2 separate regions of the Mus musculus genome follow, and region 1 is linked to region 2. Evidence: chromatin contacts called from public Hi-C data. All regions are on one chromosome and are shown on one strand. The core of a region is the stretch at or near the end of the contact, and the rest is flanking DNA. Distances in the headings are between cores, read along the strand shown. Region 1 overlaps Tmem132c (transmembrane protein 132C). Region 2 overlaps Tmem132c (transmembrane protein 132C).

The links. Hi-C and Micro-C count contacts between places; a contact is called where the count stands out from the background.
Region 1: a Hi-C map of cerebellar granule neurons shows a contact between it and region 2, with 1.6 times the contacts expected there. The contact joins two enhancer-like sites. A contact is called at or near these places in 2 of 484 Hi-C or Micro-C datasets (brain and cerebellar granule neurons) and 1 of 9 other capture datasets (pancreatic islet).

What each region holds. Positions count from the first base shown.
Region 1 is chr5:127,545,450-127,550,120 of GRCm38.p6, reverse strand. The region is part of intron 5 of Tmem132c (transmembrane protein 132C); the gene reads right to left. Among named protein-coding and RNA genes, the nearest start is that of Slc15a4, 70 kb to the left of the region's middle. Within about 2 kb of position 3,365, at least 7 of the 459 cell types and tissues checked have an H3K27ac peak or open chromatin away from gene starts, as enhancers often do. A contact at or near this core is called in cerebellar granule neurons, where this site is marked.
Region 2 is chr5:127,303,317-127,308,052 of GRCm38.p6, reverse strand. All of the region lies in intron 1 of Tmem132c (transmembrane protein 132C), which reads right to left. Among named protein-coding and RNA genes, the nearest start is that of Tmem132cos, 24 kb to the right of the region's middle. Within about 2 kb of position 2,507, at least 12 of the 459 cell types and tissues checked have an H3K27ac peak or open chromatin away from gene starts, as enhancers often do. A contact at or near this core is called in cerebellar granule neurons, where this site is marked.

The sequences.
Region 1 (4,671 bases), core at 2,116-4,615, 240 kb before region 2:
AGTGAGTGAAGGCATCAGACACGCCTATCCTCCCAGGCAGGCATGATGAGCACCAAGATCAGTGGCTATGTGCATGTCACTGATATTGGATGTCTCTGGGGGTCATGGTGAGAAGATTAGACCAGGACCCCCCACAATGAGTGTCCAGTTAATAGGTTACATCCTTTGAAATCAGACCTATCTGTACTATTCTAATGAGCTGAAAATAGAAATCAAGTTGTAGAAAGGCAACATGATGCGTCTTGCATAGGCAAGCTTATGGAATATGGCTTAAATTGGTCCCATGTGTCTGTATCATCATTGAAACTGTTATATTCTGGATGAAATTGTACATTATGTTCATTTCCCATTGTTTGGTCCTTACAGCAGCTGCTTATGAGGTAGGGGCTGAGCAGAGTTCACAATGGCTAGGGGAATAGATGGATAGAGGGGTGGGTGAATGGATGGATCAGTAGACAGATGAGAGACAAATGGATGGGTGGTGTATAGATGGAGGGATGGATGGAAGAGTAGATGAAGGATGGATGAATGTGTGGGTGAGCTGATGGACAAATGGGATGATGGATGGATGGATAGATAGATAGATAGATAGATGAATAGATGATGGATGGATGGATGGATGGATGGATGCCTCCCTGGTTAGATGGGCAGACTGACAGATGAGTTGGGAGATGTATGGATGGACAGACAGAGAGTAGATCAATGGGTGGATAGGTCAATGGGTAGATGGAGAAGAGAATAGATGAATATTTGACTAGGTGGATAGGTGGATGGATGGATGGATGGATGAATGGATAGATGAATGGATGTATAGATGGATAAATGGCTGGCTGACTGGTTAGATGGGTAGATTGACAGATAGGTTGATAGATGTGTGAACAGACAGAAGAGTAGATCGATGGATGGATGCCTCACTAGGTAGATGAATAGATCAATGGTAGATGGATGAAAGAATAAATGAGTATTTGATGGATGGATTGATGGATGGATTGACAGGTGGACTGATGGGTAACTAGATGAGTAGATATATTTATATGAAGATTAATAGACTTGTGGGTAGGCAAATGACTGGAAGGGTAGAGTTGAAAATGTTTGTGAATGGATAGATGGATGGATGGGTGAAGATTTCGAGATAGTAGAATGAAGATGGGTGGGTAAATAGGTGCACAGGAAGATAAAAAATAAGTGGATGAATGGATGGAAGGACAAAAATCCCCCCTTATGGATACATCTGCTTCAAGACAGCCAAAACAACCGAGGGGGGAGAGAGAGAGAGAAAGAGAGAGAGAGAGAGAGAGAGGGAGAGGGAGAGGGAGAAAGAGAGAGAGAGAGAGAGAGAGAGAGAGAGAGAGAGAGAGAGAGAGAGCCTAAGATGATATGTAAGTAGTGATGACATATACACAGGAATTTAATCTGAAAGCTTTCAGAAAGTTCTCAATCTAACCATTCTAGGTCACTGACTCCCATGAGAACCTATCTAGAGTTGATTTGTGCTGGAAAATTGCACACATGTGCAGTTCGGCAAACATTTCTGAACTAAAGATGTCACCCACCACCCATGTGGTGCCATGCTAAGCTCTAACTTTCATTTGCATATTTGTCTCCTACTAGACACTGTCCTCTGGAGAGAGCAGAGTCCCATCTGAGTATCTGAACCTGACTAAATAACACCCTGTGCTGAGCAATAGTTGCTGTGACCAGTCGCTCTTTCTGCAGGTATGGCTACTCTGGGCCCCACTTTCATCTTTTCTATTTGCAGGGCAGATGGTGAGGGCTGGGCAGAGAGAATTCTCTCCATCTGCTGTGGACAGTGGTATGGAACAGTTGGGAGGGGCCCCAGGAAGGGGTCTTTTCACTCACTGGTCAAGAGTGGTTTAAAACAGTTTCCACACTGAGAGAGGATGGGAAGCAATTTTAGCCACTGTCCCAGACTTATCATTAGCATGTAAACGCTGTCCAGGATTGGGGAACATATTAGCATAATAGCCAAGCATAGAGTCTATCACTAATCACATCTTTAATCAATGTTGTAATTTACAGACCATTGACTTTCCTCATTTATTACCTCTCTGCGCTCGGGTGGGTGGAATCTTGCCTCTCCAGAATATATAAATGATTAGGAGGAACACGGAAGACACAAAGGTGCTACGCACGATAGAGTCATCGTCCCCGCTGTTCCTGACGGTGTCACCAATGTCCGGGGACGACTCCGGACAAATTAATCATGTCCTAAGTGGCTGGCAGTGGGAATGAGGGTACCACACAAAATGAACAGGTTCTCTTACAAAAAGGAACTGATTCCTGCAGGAATCTTTCCAGCCCATTGGCTGTGTTTCTCGGAATCTTTTCATCTCTGTCGGTGGGCTGTGCACGTGAGCCGAATGCTTGGTGGAAAATTGGATCAGCATTAGGTCACTGTCCATGAGGACCTGGAGGGTAAGGCGAGTTAGTGGAGGTTTTGAATGGGGATTACATAGAGCCAGTTGTCTTATTTTGATGTCCCTCGGGGGGTTGGTACTTTCTGATGACCTAGGAGTCAGTCTCCATGGAGAAAGCATAGGTGTCGATTGCCAACTGCTGATGTCTAGGGAACCATCCTATAGCCACTGGGGACTTTAAAGATTTATGGACACCCAGCCTGTGGAATCCACAGCAGCTTCTGACTTTTGGGGGGACTGTGGATCATGCTCACATGTCTCATGGAATCTTGTTTGATGCTAGTTTCAAACTCTGAGAATCACTCCATCACATGAGACAGCCATGTCTTCTATCTCAATTATGTCTGTCATTGTTCTGAATACTAATTACGGTGCTTTAAAAGTCATCTCCAATAACAGCCTACCTTCAGATATCCAACTGTTTTCTTCCATGTCTCTGCTGGAGGCAAGCTTGCGAACCTTAGCCCCGTTCAGCCTCCTTGTCAAAACAAGATTACATAATGTACATTTCAAATTCGGAAAATTCAATAATCAGACTCCTGGCCTAATTCTTTTTCTATTTTGGTGGCTGCCGCTATGTATAAGTGGAGTCTAGGCATAGGGAAATCAAAATTGCTTCTGGATACACCTGAACTCATGAGCCAGCTCTGTCCATGTAGGAGATCATTGGCTCTCAGATCTCATTTCCCACTTTCAGTATGCCTGCCTACCACTGCTACAGAAACCCTGTGGGGGCTTGGCACACTGATAGCATCCTATTTTGCAGATGAGAATCCCGAGGCCTGCTGCGGAAGGCTGCTTGCCTACAGCAGACAGAATGAGTTCCATTTATAGCTATAAGTTCAGAGCTCACCCAGGCTGCTCCAACCCTGCACGTTAACAGACTCTAACGCGAGACTGTAGCCTTGACCCAACTGTCTCTCCATGTCATTCCTATTGCTGAGATGGCAGGGAAAGGCAGGCACTAAGAGGAACTGCAGCTTGGCAAGTGTGACATGGGCTTCAGCCAGGTTGGCTACATGCCAGAATCCTTCCTAAAGGCTGTTCTTGCTCTTGTCCATTTGGTCCACCCCAGACCAGTCTGCTTGGACAGGTTGTGTCTTTCTGAGCTCAGGCAGGGGACAGATGGTCAGGAAAATATAGTATGAGCTGAAGGGAGGAATTCTGTGAAGATATGGAAGAGGTTGAGGGAGATCATTGGGATGTGCTGATGTCTGCCAGAACTAGAGTGTCCTGGGAGGTTAGTGGGTTTTAGAGCATGCTCCGAATTCTCATCCATTCTGAAAAAGGTTGTGGCTGTTGGACATAGGGTTGCACATGCCATTAGTTAAGGAAGAAACCAAGATGGCTTAAATATGACCTAGATCAATTTGTACCCTGGGACAATCATTGTCATGGTTTGAGTACGCATGGCCCAGAGAGTGGCACTATTAGGAGGTATGGCCTTGCTGGAGTAGGTGTGTCACTGTGGGCATGGGCTTTGAGACCCTGCTCCTAACTGCCTGGAAGTTAGTTAGTCTTTCTGTAGCAGCCTTCAGATGAAGTGTAGAGCTCTCATCTCTTCCTGCACCATGACTGCCTAGACGCTGCCATACTCCCACCTTGATGATAATATACTTATCCTTAGAACCTGTAAGCCAGCCCCAATTAAATACTGTCCTTTATAAGACTTGCCTTGGTCATGGTATCTTGTCCCAGCAATAGAAACCCTAACAAAAACAATAACAATTTTTTGAGTCCTAGACTCTTTCTAAACTCTGTAAATGCCCTTAACTGGTGGGCAGCCTCACTGACACAGCTGTGTTACCATTCCCACTGCAGCTAAGTTCTCTTGTGTTTTCTCTGTCCTAGTGCTCAGCACATGTCATATATGTCTACCACAGGGCCTTTGCATCCCCTCTTCTTGCTGCAGAAGACTCTTCTGTAGCTGTCTGTACATTCCTTCATCACAGCAGCCAGATTTTTAATGCAGAAGATCCTGACCAGGGACAGTTTTGTCCCCAGAGGCATTTCCGATATCTCTGGAAATCATGGCAGTCATGATTAAGGGGAACATTGCAGCTAGTGGGGAAAGAGGCTGGGGTTGTATGTCAAGACTGTAAGGTTCACTGACAGCCCCTCATGCCAAATGCCCTAAATGCTATCTGTACCACTGTACCGACGCTGAGAAATGGAGTTTAAATTAGGTACCTATGCTTTCAAGGTAAGCAGTTTATCAACCTAGCTATCGCTA
Region 2 (4,736 bases), core at 1,258-3,757:
TGGCTTATTGTGGGGTCTAGAGATCAGAACGTAGATTGAGAGATTTGTTTTATGAGCCCTTAATCCGTGGAGCCCTCTCCCCAGCCCAAGCAGACACAATAAAAAACAATGATTTCAGAGAGTTCTAAGTCACGTGGTCATTTTATTTTATTTTTTAATGATGAATTTTATTAAAATAAGACAACTGGGGTTGCTTAAACTGGGATGCTTCTGAGGTTGTCCAGGGACAGCACGGGGAGAATACGTGTCCCAGGGAGGAGACAGACAAGCTGTCAGACAAGGTCACTTCAGCGGCAGATAATTTGATTCCTTCTACATGTCTATATGATGGCTCCACACCATGATCACACTTGCTAAAGATGGACCAAAACAATATCTCCTGATAAATGATCAGTCTGGCTTTCTATTTCAGTGAGCTTGAGTTTTCTACTACCTGGAAGTTATTTCTAATTTATAGTTGGTTTGGGATGAAGCTGGGAGAGGAACCCAGTGCTTCATGGAAAGCAAGCAATGAACCCCAGGCACACCTGAAATTGTAGCAGTGGTTAGTCCTGACTAGAATCTACCTGCAGGTTATTCAGGTGCCTTCTCTACCTATGAGAGATGAGAGGGTTAACCTCAAAGATTCCCCATCATCCTCCCTACTGATGCCTGATGGTCTCTTCGGTCCACAGAGAACTGACATCTGGTCCTTTAAGGATCGGGTATCATCACAATGAGAATGTCTCCGGACAGCAGATAAAATCCAAAAGGCAGAAAAGCCAGATGCAGAGAGATGTGGGGAGAGCAGGAGGGTGTAGTGAGGTTTTAGGGGGGGGGTGATCTTCCTGCCAGGTTTGTGTTTGAGGAGAGATCACAAGTCTGGTCTCACCTCGGGCTTCACCACGCTGGGCGAAGGGGGTGGGGGAAGGGGGACCAAAACCAAAAAAAACAAAAACAAAAAAAAAAACAAACCCTGAAAGCAACCTTTAAGTTAGCACATCTGCTCCAGAGTTCCAGAAGGAAGGAATTAAGCAGATGGGCCATAACCCAAGCACAAGGATAAAGAGGCTGACATAGTGTTTGAAATGGGAGAAGGGACTCCTGGACTCTCTGAAGACAAGAAACAGCCAGGAGACCTAATTGCAAAAGGCTTAGGAGAGCGGGATGGGGGGTGGGGGAGGCAGGCACAAAGGAACCTGTGGGAGGAGTGAAGACCACACCTTGGAGGGGTTGCTTTATTTCCACTTCAGAGCTGTACACAGTCAATTTGGAAGCTAATATGGGTGCCATAAACCTTGGGATGCAATTCCTGAGTTTCTTTGGTCTCTCCCATAAGGAGCTGAAGAGAAGGGAAGGATGCCCAAAGTCCTTCCTCTGCCCTCCCCACCCCACCCTCCCCTCCCCTCCCCTCCCCACCCCAATATTCATGCTCTCTCTAGAAGCTTCCCTGGTGAGTTAGCTTTGCCTAAACAATTCAGCCCAGCTAAGTCCCAAAGTAGTCTCTGAACAACAGAATAATACTATCTGAAGCTCCAACGAAGGGGTCAAAGTTCAACTTCTGATTGAGCTTCATCTTTTGTTGAATATAACAAGCCAGATAGATGCTGTAATCAGTTACAACATGTTGCAGAAAGTTTTATATGAGTGAAAGAACATGCAAGGAGGAGAGAAGGAAGGAAGGAAGGAAGGAAGGGAGGGAGGGAGGGAGGGAGGGAGGGAGGGAGGGAAGAAGAAGAAGAAGAAGAAGAAGAAGAAGAAGAAGAAGAAGAAGAAGAAGAAGAAGAAGAAGAAGAAGAAGAAAGAGAGAGAATGAGAATTCCCCATCTCTATTTGTCAACTTGTCTTTCTCTTCTTTTAAATCTAACTCATCCTTTTCTCTTCAAGGTTGGGTGGTTTCTGATTTCCAGGGCTCTAAGTCCGAAGCTTGTCATGCCAGCCTGGAAAGAGGTCAGAGTGGAGACGGAATGAACTCCTTCCATGCACAGCCACAGCTAGAGCACCCGTGGAACACAGTGAGAAGAGGTGAGCACACAAGTCAATCCCCAGCCCTGCCTTCTGCAGGGGACAGATGTGGGTTCCTATCTTCTCGCATTTCACAACCAAGCTGGATCCTTGGGCCTTTTGCCTAATGATTGGCACTTCCCATGTGTGCCCTGCTGTGAGGGAGCGGAAATACTACCAAGGCGGCATAGGGTCAAACAGATGGCTGGCCAGGATGGTTTTTAAATCTCAGTTGGCTTGCTTTATTCCTGAGCATAGAAACAATACTGAAAGACCATTTGGGTAAATAGCTATGCATTTGAGAAAGAAAGAAAGAAAGAAAGAAAGAAAGAAAGAAAGAAAGAAAGAAAGAAAGAAAGAAAGAAAGAAAGAAAGAAAGAAAGAGGATACAGATTTGTCATTTAACTTGTAAAGCCAAATAACAGGGTTGACTTATTAACCTATCTTAAAGAATGGTCTGGTTGGAAACAGTAACTCGGGTTTAAATATAGAGTCCCAGCTGGGATGTCTGCCTTGTGTGATTACTCAACTAGAGACACTGGGTTAGGAAATGGACCTGGGATGTCTGCTTAGTTCCCCTACCACAGAGCAGGAGCCGGAGCATAGAAAACATTCTCACACAAAGCTCCCTGATGACGGTGTCTCTAAATGAGTAAGTATCTGTTTACATATGCACCTATTTAAATTCACTATCAAGGGCATGAGTCTACTTTTATAAATTTAGCGTCCTCCCATCGAATGAGCAAAACTCACAAACAATTCTATTTTATCCACTGCAGGGGTATGATTAGTAATTTCACCAGAGCCACTTAAACATGCATTGTACAGCACTCAGACAAGCGTTTCTAGAGTGAAGCTGGTTCTATTTATTTAGAACACAAAATTATAATGGAAAATTACTCTGAACGGTTAAACCCCGATACTACAGAGGCAAGCTTACATGTTTCCCCACATTGATCTAATTTAATGAGTTGGGCAAAACATTATGGATAATTATGCATTAGATCTCTGAGAATATCTATGCTCCCTATCTCAAAATAAAACAATCCCACAGAGGGCAAGTTCTAGAGTGATAGAAGAATACAAAAGGTGTGTGTGTGTGTGTGTGTGTGTGTGTGTGTGTGTGTGTGTGTGTGTGGAGGGAGTAGGGGACACTTCTGGCATCTCTCCTTTAGGAAAACTTTCGAGAGCTAGGCAAGAACTCTCAGTCAGTAACAACTCTCTTGCAATCATGAGGACCCGAGTCTGATCACCAGAGCCTATACTTGACAAAAAATTAAATTCACAGAAGCTGGTGTAGTGGTTCATACTTGTAATCTCAGCCCTGGGGAGGTGGATGCAGGAGGATTCCTGGGGCTGGTTATCTAGACAGCTTAGCTTTCTCAATGAGTCCCAGGCCAGTGAGAGGCTCTGTCCCATAAACAGCCATTGTGGGGGTTTTCTTGGCCCCATTCAATAAAATGATGGACATTTAGGACACGTTTGAGATGGACAGTCTTTGTTTGTTTGTTTGTTTGTTTGTTTGTTTGTTTCCTCCCTCCCTCCCTTCATATATATATTTCGACATATTTCCATATATATATTTCCATATGTATCTATATCTATATGCATGCTCATATGAGTGTACTTGGTTGCATGTGTGTTTGGGGGGAATGCATGCAGGTGCATGTGGAGGTGAAAGGTTGCTGAAGTCTAGTGTCTCCCTCTCTTGTTCCACCTTACGTTTTTTTGAGGCAGGGTCTCTTACTAGAGTTGACTGGTGAGCTAAGATGGCTGCTGAGAGTATCCTAAGGATCTGTTGTCTCTCCTCCCCAGCCCTGGGGTTCTATCCCACCCTGTTCTCCCTGACTTTTGGTGTGAATACTAGGGATTTGAATTCAGGATGATGCTTGTGCAGCAAACACTTTACCAACTGATGCATCTCTCTAAACCCCTGCTTAATTTTTTTCTTAAAATGCTGTTCTTTTCAAAGCATAAAATGTCAACAGGCAAGACATTTGAAAAGGCATCATTCATTCATTTCTTAATTTTGTTTCCTGTTGCTGTGATAAAATACCCAAACAAAAACAACATAAGGGACAAAGGACTGACTTAGCTCACAATTCCAGGTCATAGTTCATTATTTTGGGAAGCTAGTGTGGCAGGAAAATGAAGCAGTTGATCATATGACAGCCATCATCAAGAATGGTGAGTGACTAATATATGCACACTAGTGCTTAGATGGCTTTGTCTACTCTTTAGTGGTCCAGGAGCCACTGTCTAGGGAATGGTGTTGCCCACAGTAGGCTGGGTCTTCCTACATCAGTTATTATAATCAGGACAATCTTCCAAAGATATATACACAGGCCAACCTAATCTAGGCAATCTCTCATGGGGACTTTCTTTCCATGTGATCCAAGATTGTGTCAAATCGATAATAAACCCAATCAGTACATTATCCAAATTTATGTTTATGAATATATTCTGTATAGAGAATAAATCGTCAAGATAGATAGAACATGTTTTACTGGATAACAGAAGCATAGCAAAATTTCTATGTAAACTTTGAAAATTCAGATGCTACCTTAAAAGTCATAAACCATCCCTCTACTAAGGGCGTGGTCACCAAGTGCCAGCACTGCAACTTGAACACGTCCCTGAGGGTGGGGTGGGAAACTCCCATGGGGAGGTTTTAGGATGTCATGTGCACTGTTATTCAGAATCATGTAACCCTATGGCTTTTGTAATCCATGGTACATCTAAATGACCCAATT